2 separate regions of the Gossypium hirsutum genome follow, and region 2 is linked to region 1. A link is a contact called in public Hi-C data. All regions are on one chromosome and are shown on one strand. The core of a region is the stretch at or near the end of the contact, and the rest is flanking DNA. Distances in the headings are between cores, read along the strand shown.

The links. A called contact is a pair of places that touch in the nucleus more often than the background predicts.
Region 2: a contact with region 1 is called in a Hi-C map of leaf, with 1.9 times the contacts expected there. The contact joins the promoter of LOC107910102 here to the promoter of LOC107910107 in region 1. A contact is called at or near these places in 4 of 34 Hi-C or Micro-C datasets (callus and leaf).

What each region holds. Positions count from the first base shown.
Region 1 is chrD02:45,733,073-45,737,062 of Gossypium_hirsutum_v2.1, forward strand. It overlaps LOC107910107 (expansin-A15), which reads right to left and starts at 1,766. Exons shown (of 4, transcript XM_016837866.2): 1 at 1,582-1,766; 2 at 1,318-1,448; 3 at 918-1,230; 4 at 1-567. The coding sequence starts at 1,583. The coding sequence ends at 261.
Region 2 is chrD02:45,898,365-45,902,354 of Gossypium_hirsutum_v2.1, forward strand. LOC107910102 (phosphate transporter PHO1 homolog 3) reads right to left here and starts at 1,932. Exons shown (of 11, transcript XM_016837861.2): 1 at 982-1,932; 2 at 549-885; 3 at 315-435; 4 at 43-172. The coding sequence starts at 1,576.

The sequences.
Region 1 (3,990 bases), core at 516-3,015:
TTTTTTTAAAAAGGTACCTTAATTAGGACACCTACCCCATAATAAAACTAAAAACCCAAAATGATAAAAGGGCTACTTTAAAATAAGCCCTTCACATTTTTGAGTGACCCGAAAGTCCCACTATAGGGCCCTATAGATAGAGTATAATATGCTAGCTATACTAAAAGTCAAGCTAGTTAAATACTACTTCGGATGCTTGGTATATTTATATAGTAATTATTAATTAAAACTTCAAAAGCCTAAGATGATAATGTGTTCCTCTAGCGGAATTGGCGGCCAGTGAAGGTCTGCCCAAAGGACCACCCAGCTGGGGCAACATTGTTGGAAACCACAGTACGGCCGTCGCTTGTTGTGACCTTAAATGAGAGGCTTTGTCCGTTGAGGTAGGTGTTGCTCTGCCAGTTCTGGCCCCAGTTTCTAGACATGGGCTGCCAACCAGTCCTGGAGCCCTTGATGGCCACCGCATGTACATCACCAGCACCGCCAACGTTGGTGATAAGGACTAGGTTGAAGTAGGAGTGGCCATTAATGGTGAACCTGATTCCTCCCTTTCTTCTGCATGGTACCCTACAAAGTAAAAAACCCAATGGTTAATAAAAGTAAGTGATGTTACTGCGCAGTTACTACCCATTAAACAAAGTAAAAGCAATGTATTTTCCAGAGGAAATGACCAAAAGTGTTGTTTGTTTGCCTTGCAAAACAGAAACTGACCCTAAATATTACTCTAATAGGGTGAAAAGCAGACCTCATATGCTGCCATTGACCTTTTTACTGCCTTAAAATAAGGTTTTTCATACATTACTAAAAGAATTGGACCACTAGACAAGTTAAATTTGAAATTACCGAGTGGTTAGAGAAATAAATAGGCCTCTTTAGAAAGCCCATTTCACAGGGAAGCAGCAAAAGGCAAAAAATACCTTCTGTAAGCAACAGGCACAATTCCAGCTCTGTATTGAGCAATATGTTGGAAAACAGGCTGAGAAAGGTCAAAGTGTTGCAGAGGAGGGTTGCACCAGCCCCCTGCATTATTAGGGAGAGCATTGTTTGGAGGGCAGAAATTGGTGGCTGTGACCACAATGGAACCAGGCAGGCACCACTTTCCATCATCCATACACTTAATCTCATAGCAAGATCCACAGCTCAGCCCATTGTTAAACAAAGCAGTGCTCAAAGCTGCAGTATTTGTCCCATAACCCTGGCTATACAGGTTTCCATAACCACAAGCCCCACCTAAAAAAGATCCAAGTTAAGAATTAGTGAAATAAGCCATCCAACCCAAACCGTTGTGCCTAAAAAATGGCTTCATTTGAAGCATACCCATTGTTCCTGAAGCATCACTCCCACCATAAAAGGTTGCATGTGCATTAGTCCAACCACCACCATATCCCTGAACACCAAAGACCATCGCAAGAAACCCCAACAGAAAGACCTTAGCAAAAGCCATTTTCCTGCGAACAAACAACAAGTGAAGTTTGTTTAAGCACTTGCGAGTAAGAAACATAAAAAAACTCAAAATGGTAACACTTTTTTTTTCCTTCTTAAAAAGCACTAAAACTAACATGAGAGGGATAAGAATATTACATGAAGAGGAAGAAGATGGGAAGAGCGAAAAAGAGAGGTAGGAGATGAGTGCAAGGCAGCTGAGTGAGGAAAAAGGGGGGAAGGTGAAGGGGGGATTTATAGAAATTTTGGGGGATGGGCACCGTTGCAAGTTACAACTAAACCTAACTACCACTTTTGAGCTAAAGGGGACCAAGCCCTATTTGTTTATTCACAAAAAGAAAATAGTTCATAGGTAAAAACACACAGGCACATGGGGAGCTGCTGAAGGTACAGTTGAAAGTTGAAACCGCGTGGGTTTGTAGATTTCTGAATAGGAAATTGCCTTGAAAATCAAAATCTAAGTGGGACATACTTGCTAAGCATTGTAGTTTTCCACACCATACTTTTATGTTGAATAAATTTTACAGTGGTATAGGCTATAGCCGGATCCAGAGCCAAACTTGATTACGTGTTGATAAACTAAAAGCGGGAAGTATTCTTTAATGGGTGCCGAAATAAAAGGGCCCCTGATTCTCGCCATATTACTACTACTGATTAAAATCAGACTTATTCGGAATCTCCATGCTTTTAAGTCTTAACATTCATAATCTCATCGTTAATATTTATATTTTTAGTTATTTTCCTCGTTATTCTTTTTACCTAACTTTTACCTTAAACTTTTTCCAAAAATATTATTTTGACCACCAATTTAAAAAAAAAGTTTAATTATTTTTTTAACAAAAATATTTGATATATCCGTAGAGCTTTAAACCCCACAAACAAGTTAAGAATTATGACAAGTTTACCACAAGATTTAGCAAAATATTAAAAAATAATAAATATATAAAAAGAACAAGACACATGTCAATTCTTTTTTCAATGAAGACACGTGTCAATTCTTTAATTATGCTTAAATTGAAAAAGTACACTAAAGACTACCACTTTATAACTTTCAAATTGTTTGTTAGTCTAGTATATAAAACAAATAGTGTCATGTTAGCATTAAGTATATGTGCACTACTATACGGGTTACCACACTAACATCGTTAAAAATTTAATGTTTTTAGTTAGTATTTCGTTAAAAAATAATTTAATTCTTTTTTAATGACTAAATTTAGTTTAAAAATATGGTAGACAATTTGATAAAAGAATATAAATATTTCGAGTTAAATATATTATTATATCATTATATTTTGACAGCATTGGTAATAGTTGAAGTCTTATAATTTTAAATGTTCAAATTCAAGTCTTATTTTTGCATGAACAAGTCATCGTTTTTATTATTCCGAGTTTTAAGGCTAATTATATACGAATTTATTTATATTTATTTTAATCTAAATTTAGATATATTTTAATTTTCAGTAATCAAATTAACATTAACTTTTTTCACCTCTCTTTAATTTGTTTTTTTTATTGTTTTAGGTCTATTTCTTTAGCATTTTATTTTCTTTCACCCATGAACCGTAAAATTTGGAATATTCCAATTGTTGGAACCGACAACGAGGTGTAATTAAGAGAAGAATTTTTCTAGGGTATTTCTGAAGACAATTAAATTTAGGGTAATCTATAAAAATAGTCACTTTTGTTTGTCTCAGATTACATTTTAGTTACTTATGTTTGAAATGTTACGTTTTAGTCACTTATGTTATTATTTTGTTACGAAGTGATCACTCTACCGTTAAGTTCCGTTATCTCTCTAACGGTAATCCTATGTGGCAGTCCAACTAGATTTTAAGTGCCAATTTAGATTTCTAAATGGGATGAAAATAGATTTTAAATTAAATAAATTTAATTAATTAAAATTTTTAAACCTAAACCTTAACTGAAAAAACTGTTCATCTCCTCTTTTTAATTTTTCTTCGTCTACTCTCTTTTTAGGTTTTTTTTTCATTTGACTGGAAAAACTATTATTAAGATCAAAATAGTTGAAATTAAATTGACTGCTTCATAAAGATGGATTCAATGGGGAGTTCGGGTATGCCTTCTTTGCATTCCTCTGTCTCTTTTATTCAATGTTGAAAAACAAAAGATTGAATTTTTTATTATTTAATGAAAACCCTAAATTAAAATTCTTGATATTTTCTTCGACTTTTTGAAATTGTTTGTAAACATGTATTTTATTTTGCGTCGGTAGACATCTCATAAAATGCAACCAGAAACATGTTTTCATAACCTGTTTCATTCAAGCTAATTGTAATTTTTTTAGAAAAGGGTTGTTACTTTCACTGTTATTGTTCCTAATCATTATATTTTCTAGTTTTTTCACAGTTCTTGAATAATTGGTTGCTCAATCAAATTTTTCTAATCTGAATCAACCTGTATGTTCACAATCTCTTTGTGGGTATTCCATATTATTCTTTCTTACTGCTGATTTTGAGCTGAATTGCCTTGTTATCTTTTTTCTTTTTTTGGTCTTGGGTAAGTTTTGGTTCAGAGCTAATTGGTTAG
Region 2 (3,990 bases), core at 682-3,181, 170 kb after region 1:
ACAGCCTCAACTAGAAGTTCCAATTATTGACAGAAATCTTACCTGTTGAAAAAGTTGTCCTATGCCTTTCTCGTTTGACTTTGGGTCTTAAAATGCTCATTCCCTTAGAACGGTTTGCATTTGAAAAGTGCTTGATGAATGTTGTTTCAACCCTCTCCATTAGCTTTGTTACCTGGCGATGAAAGCTTCTAGATTAGACCACTTGTAAAATAAAAATTAAGGAATTAAACAGAGTAGCTGCATTGATTGGAAGGAAACCAATGATGCTGAATTAGCTGTGACCCACTATAAATTTTGAGATGAAGAAACATTACCTCTTCAGAGCTACCGAGGTAGGAGTTATCCACCATTTTCATGTAAGATTTTGACGCACTTCTGGAAGTGATCTTATCATACTTCTTCATTATTTTGGAGAAAGCCAACGTATTCAGAAAGCTGTTAAATTCCAGGGTAGAAGGATTGGTACAATCAGTTTAGAAGAAAACAGAGACTGTAGAAACAAATGGTGGAAATTTGTAGAAAAAAAAAAAAGCAGAAGAAGACATCACCTGAAACTTTTAAGCAGGCGAAGCTTTTGGTAAAATTCAACAAAAGCCCGCTTAAGTTGTTCTTCAACCTTTCTAAGATTTTCCCTACTGAAACTCAGATCCGTATGGTTTGGAACCTTGAGAACACCTTTAATGGTGGAACGAGGAGTCTCGAGGGTATTGTTCATTTTCACCCGGTCAAGTATTTCAAGTGGTGCGGGTACAATGACCTTGGGTTTGGGTTTTGCTGGTTTGGCTTCTAAAGTCGGAGTATTTCTCTCTTTCTCATCGCCATTATCGTCATCATCAGCTTGGCCATGGGTGCTTTCTTCAATGGCTTCCAGGTGAGCAGCCCTTTCTGCATATCAAAGTTCAAACAGGAAGGTAAGGTAAGGTAAGCAAGTGGCTGAAAAAAGTCATAGAGATAAAAGGTTTGGAGAGAAGAGAAAGTTACTGCTTGCTGATTTTGCCCCAGATGGAGTAGAAGCAGAGAGAGCAGCAGCAGAAGCTGCAATATCAGAAGCAAGACGAGTCATCTCCACAGACCTGTCGAAATGAATCCCTGGAGGGTTCTCAACTTTAATCCTAAAAGCAATCAAGGCATCCATTTGCTTGTTCAATACATCAGCTTCTTTCATCACCTCTTGCGCTTTAGCCCTATAAAACTTGTCCACTTTGTTGAACTCATCATCAAGCCTTCTAAAGTAAACCAGCTCATACTCTCCCCCTTCCTCCGACGACATCAAGAACGTCGTTTCATAACTTTGCGACCCATCTCGGCTCACAGAGTTCACCAAGATGGGTTGGCTTTCAATATCATCAGGTGAGGAGGACGGGCTGGTTGGGTTATGGTGGTGGTGCGTCTGTGTTAAGCCACTGAAAGCTCTGTAGAGCGTGAGCTTTCGTTTCAGCGAAGGTGCAGCCGGTGGCTTCGTCCTATGCTTGAAACGTTGCAGTTCTTTCAAAAGGGTTTTCAAGTAATCGTAATCCATGTATGCTTCTTGCCATTCTGGCACCATTTGAGACGCAAATTCCTTCCCAAACTTCATATTTTCCGATTACAACTGCCAATGGCAATGCAGATGAGGCAATGCTGAAATAGATACAGTAAGTACAGTTTTCACTATGAAGCTTCTGAGATCTGGGTCTTCTTCTTGTTGTCTCGAAATTGAAGAAAACCCCACAAAGAAAAGAGTTGAAAAATAACAAAAAGGAGTTGAAATTAGAGCAAGTTGATGAGGGTGGTTTGGTTAGGTGCAGGTAGCTGAAATATATATATAGATATAGAGTAGGAAGAGGGAGTTGGAGGGAGAAATAGAAGAGGGAAAGAGCCGAGAAATTGGTTCAGCAAGGAACAAAACACCCACTGGGCATTCATAAGAGTAGAAAACCGTGTGTCAGGTAAGCCATGATATATTAGAGACAGAAAATGGGTACGTTGGAATTTAAATAAAAAAGGATTAAACTTTTTATCTTTTCCTAAACTTTTAAAGGTTGAGTAGGCAACTGGGGTTGACCGCCCGCCCCCACCGTTGAATAATGTGACTGCGCCTTGGGCGTTTCATTCATTCCGTATTAGGTGACTCATTCCAGTGTGAATTTGTTTTTGAAGTTTGAATTTTTCTTTAATATTTTAAAGTAATTTTCAAAATTGATTTGTGGAAAGTTAATTTTAATTTTTTATGATTTTGTTAATGGAAAAATTTTAGTTTTTTAATGTGATTAGTTATCAGATCTTTTAAATGTATCAAAATATATAATATTTCCAAGTTGGCAAGCTTATCCTTCTTCGTATATGGTGGCCGAGTTGTATTAATTCATCAATTTAAAAAAATAAATAAATAAAGTTTGACATTTTACAATGAATGCATTGGTATTGAACAAGTCCGCATGGTGCAATTATGACACACTCCACTTTTAGTAACCAATATTAAAGCGTCCTCTCACTTCCACCCCCACTTACAGCATTTTATCTTTACAAAAGAATCAGTCTTACGTTGATTTAAATATGAAATTTTGGTACCAATTTCATTACATGTTGTGTGACGGACAACAAGATTTGATTTCTCTTAACTTTAATAATTTATTAAACAAACACATACTTTTCGTTAATATGTCAGTCAGTGGAGTTATAAATAACAAAAAGAATTTGGATTAGATAGGAAAGAAAAATATAAATTCGACTTCTTCTTTTTAATAAAAATATAGGGGATTTAGCCCATTCAGCTTTTTTTTTTTTAAGAGTCGATTGAGTTTTAATTCATTTGATATGGACATTATTATTAATGCAGGAGGATGTGGGTTTGAGCCTATTTATGAGTTGGGGAACAGATTGTATCAAAAAGAGCAAATATAATTAGAAAATATAATGAAATTGTTCAAAAAACCTAGACAAAGATTATACAAGTTACCTAGTAGTTGACATTAATTTTTATTTTTGTAATTGTCAAATACTTTAGGTTTAATCAATTTATTTGAAACTATAATAATTATAACCATTTTAATGTAGTCTTATATAATTTTATTCACATTTTAATCATAATTTCCTAGAATTTGAAACTATAATAATTGTAACCAATTCTAGGCGTGTAGTCACAAACATAATTTATAATATTTTAAATTATAAGATTTTATATATTATTGATAATTTAAATATGATGTTTTCTTTAAGGTATAATAATTTTTTTCCCTCAACTTTACAAAAATAAGTTACAAAAATGTATCAAAATTTTAATCTGAAATAGATATAAACTACATGATATCAATTTAAGCTTGGTTGGCAGCACATGCCTACTTATAAATTACAATTATTCTTTTGGTCCTTGGAAATGGTGATACATAATGATATTGACTAAAGCTTAGGCTGTGTTTAGTAGTACTTTTTAAAAACACTTTTAAAATTAAAGGAACGCTAAACCATCAATTTTTGAAGGAAATTTTTTGTTTTTCAAAAGCACTTTTCCTCAAATGGAGAAATTAAAAATTTTTAATTTTTCTCTCCCAAAAGGACTTTTGACAGCTTAATTACGTTTTTACCCCTCCATCACATGGTACTTCCCCTCTTCTGGTTAAGTACTTAAAAAATATTTAATTTTTTTTCATATATTAAAATATTAACCACAAATTATAATAAATTATTTTACTATATTTTTATTAAAATATCATAATAATAACTAATTTGAACATTATTTAAATGATTATTTGTTACTTTATAACACTATGTCTAAAATGGACATTTTATTTCTTAAAAGTATTTTTGACAATAATACTAAACATTTAAATTTTAAATAAAACTTTTCAAAAGTATTTCTCAAAATCACTTTTTCAAAGCATTTTTCAAAAATAATTCTAAACTAACCTTTAGTTTAGAATTACTTCTTTGAGCAAAAGCTAAAATTTTCTACTTCTGCTTTTGTCTAAAAAACTACTTTTGCAAAGTTTTTTTTTTTTGCTTCAAAAGCGC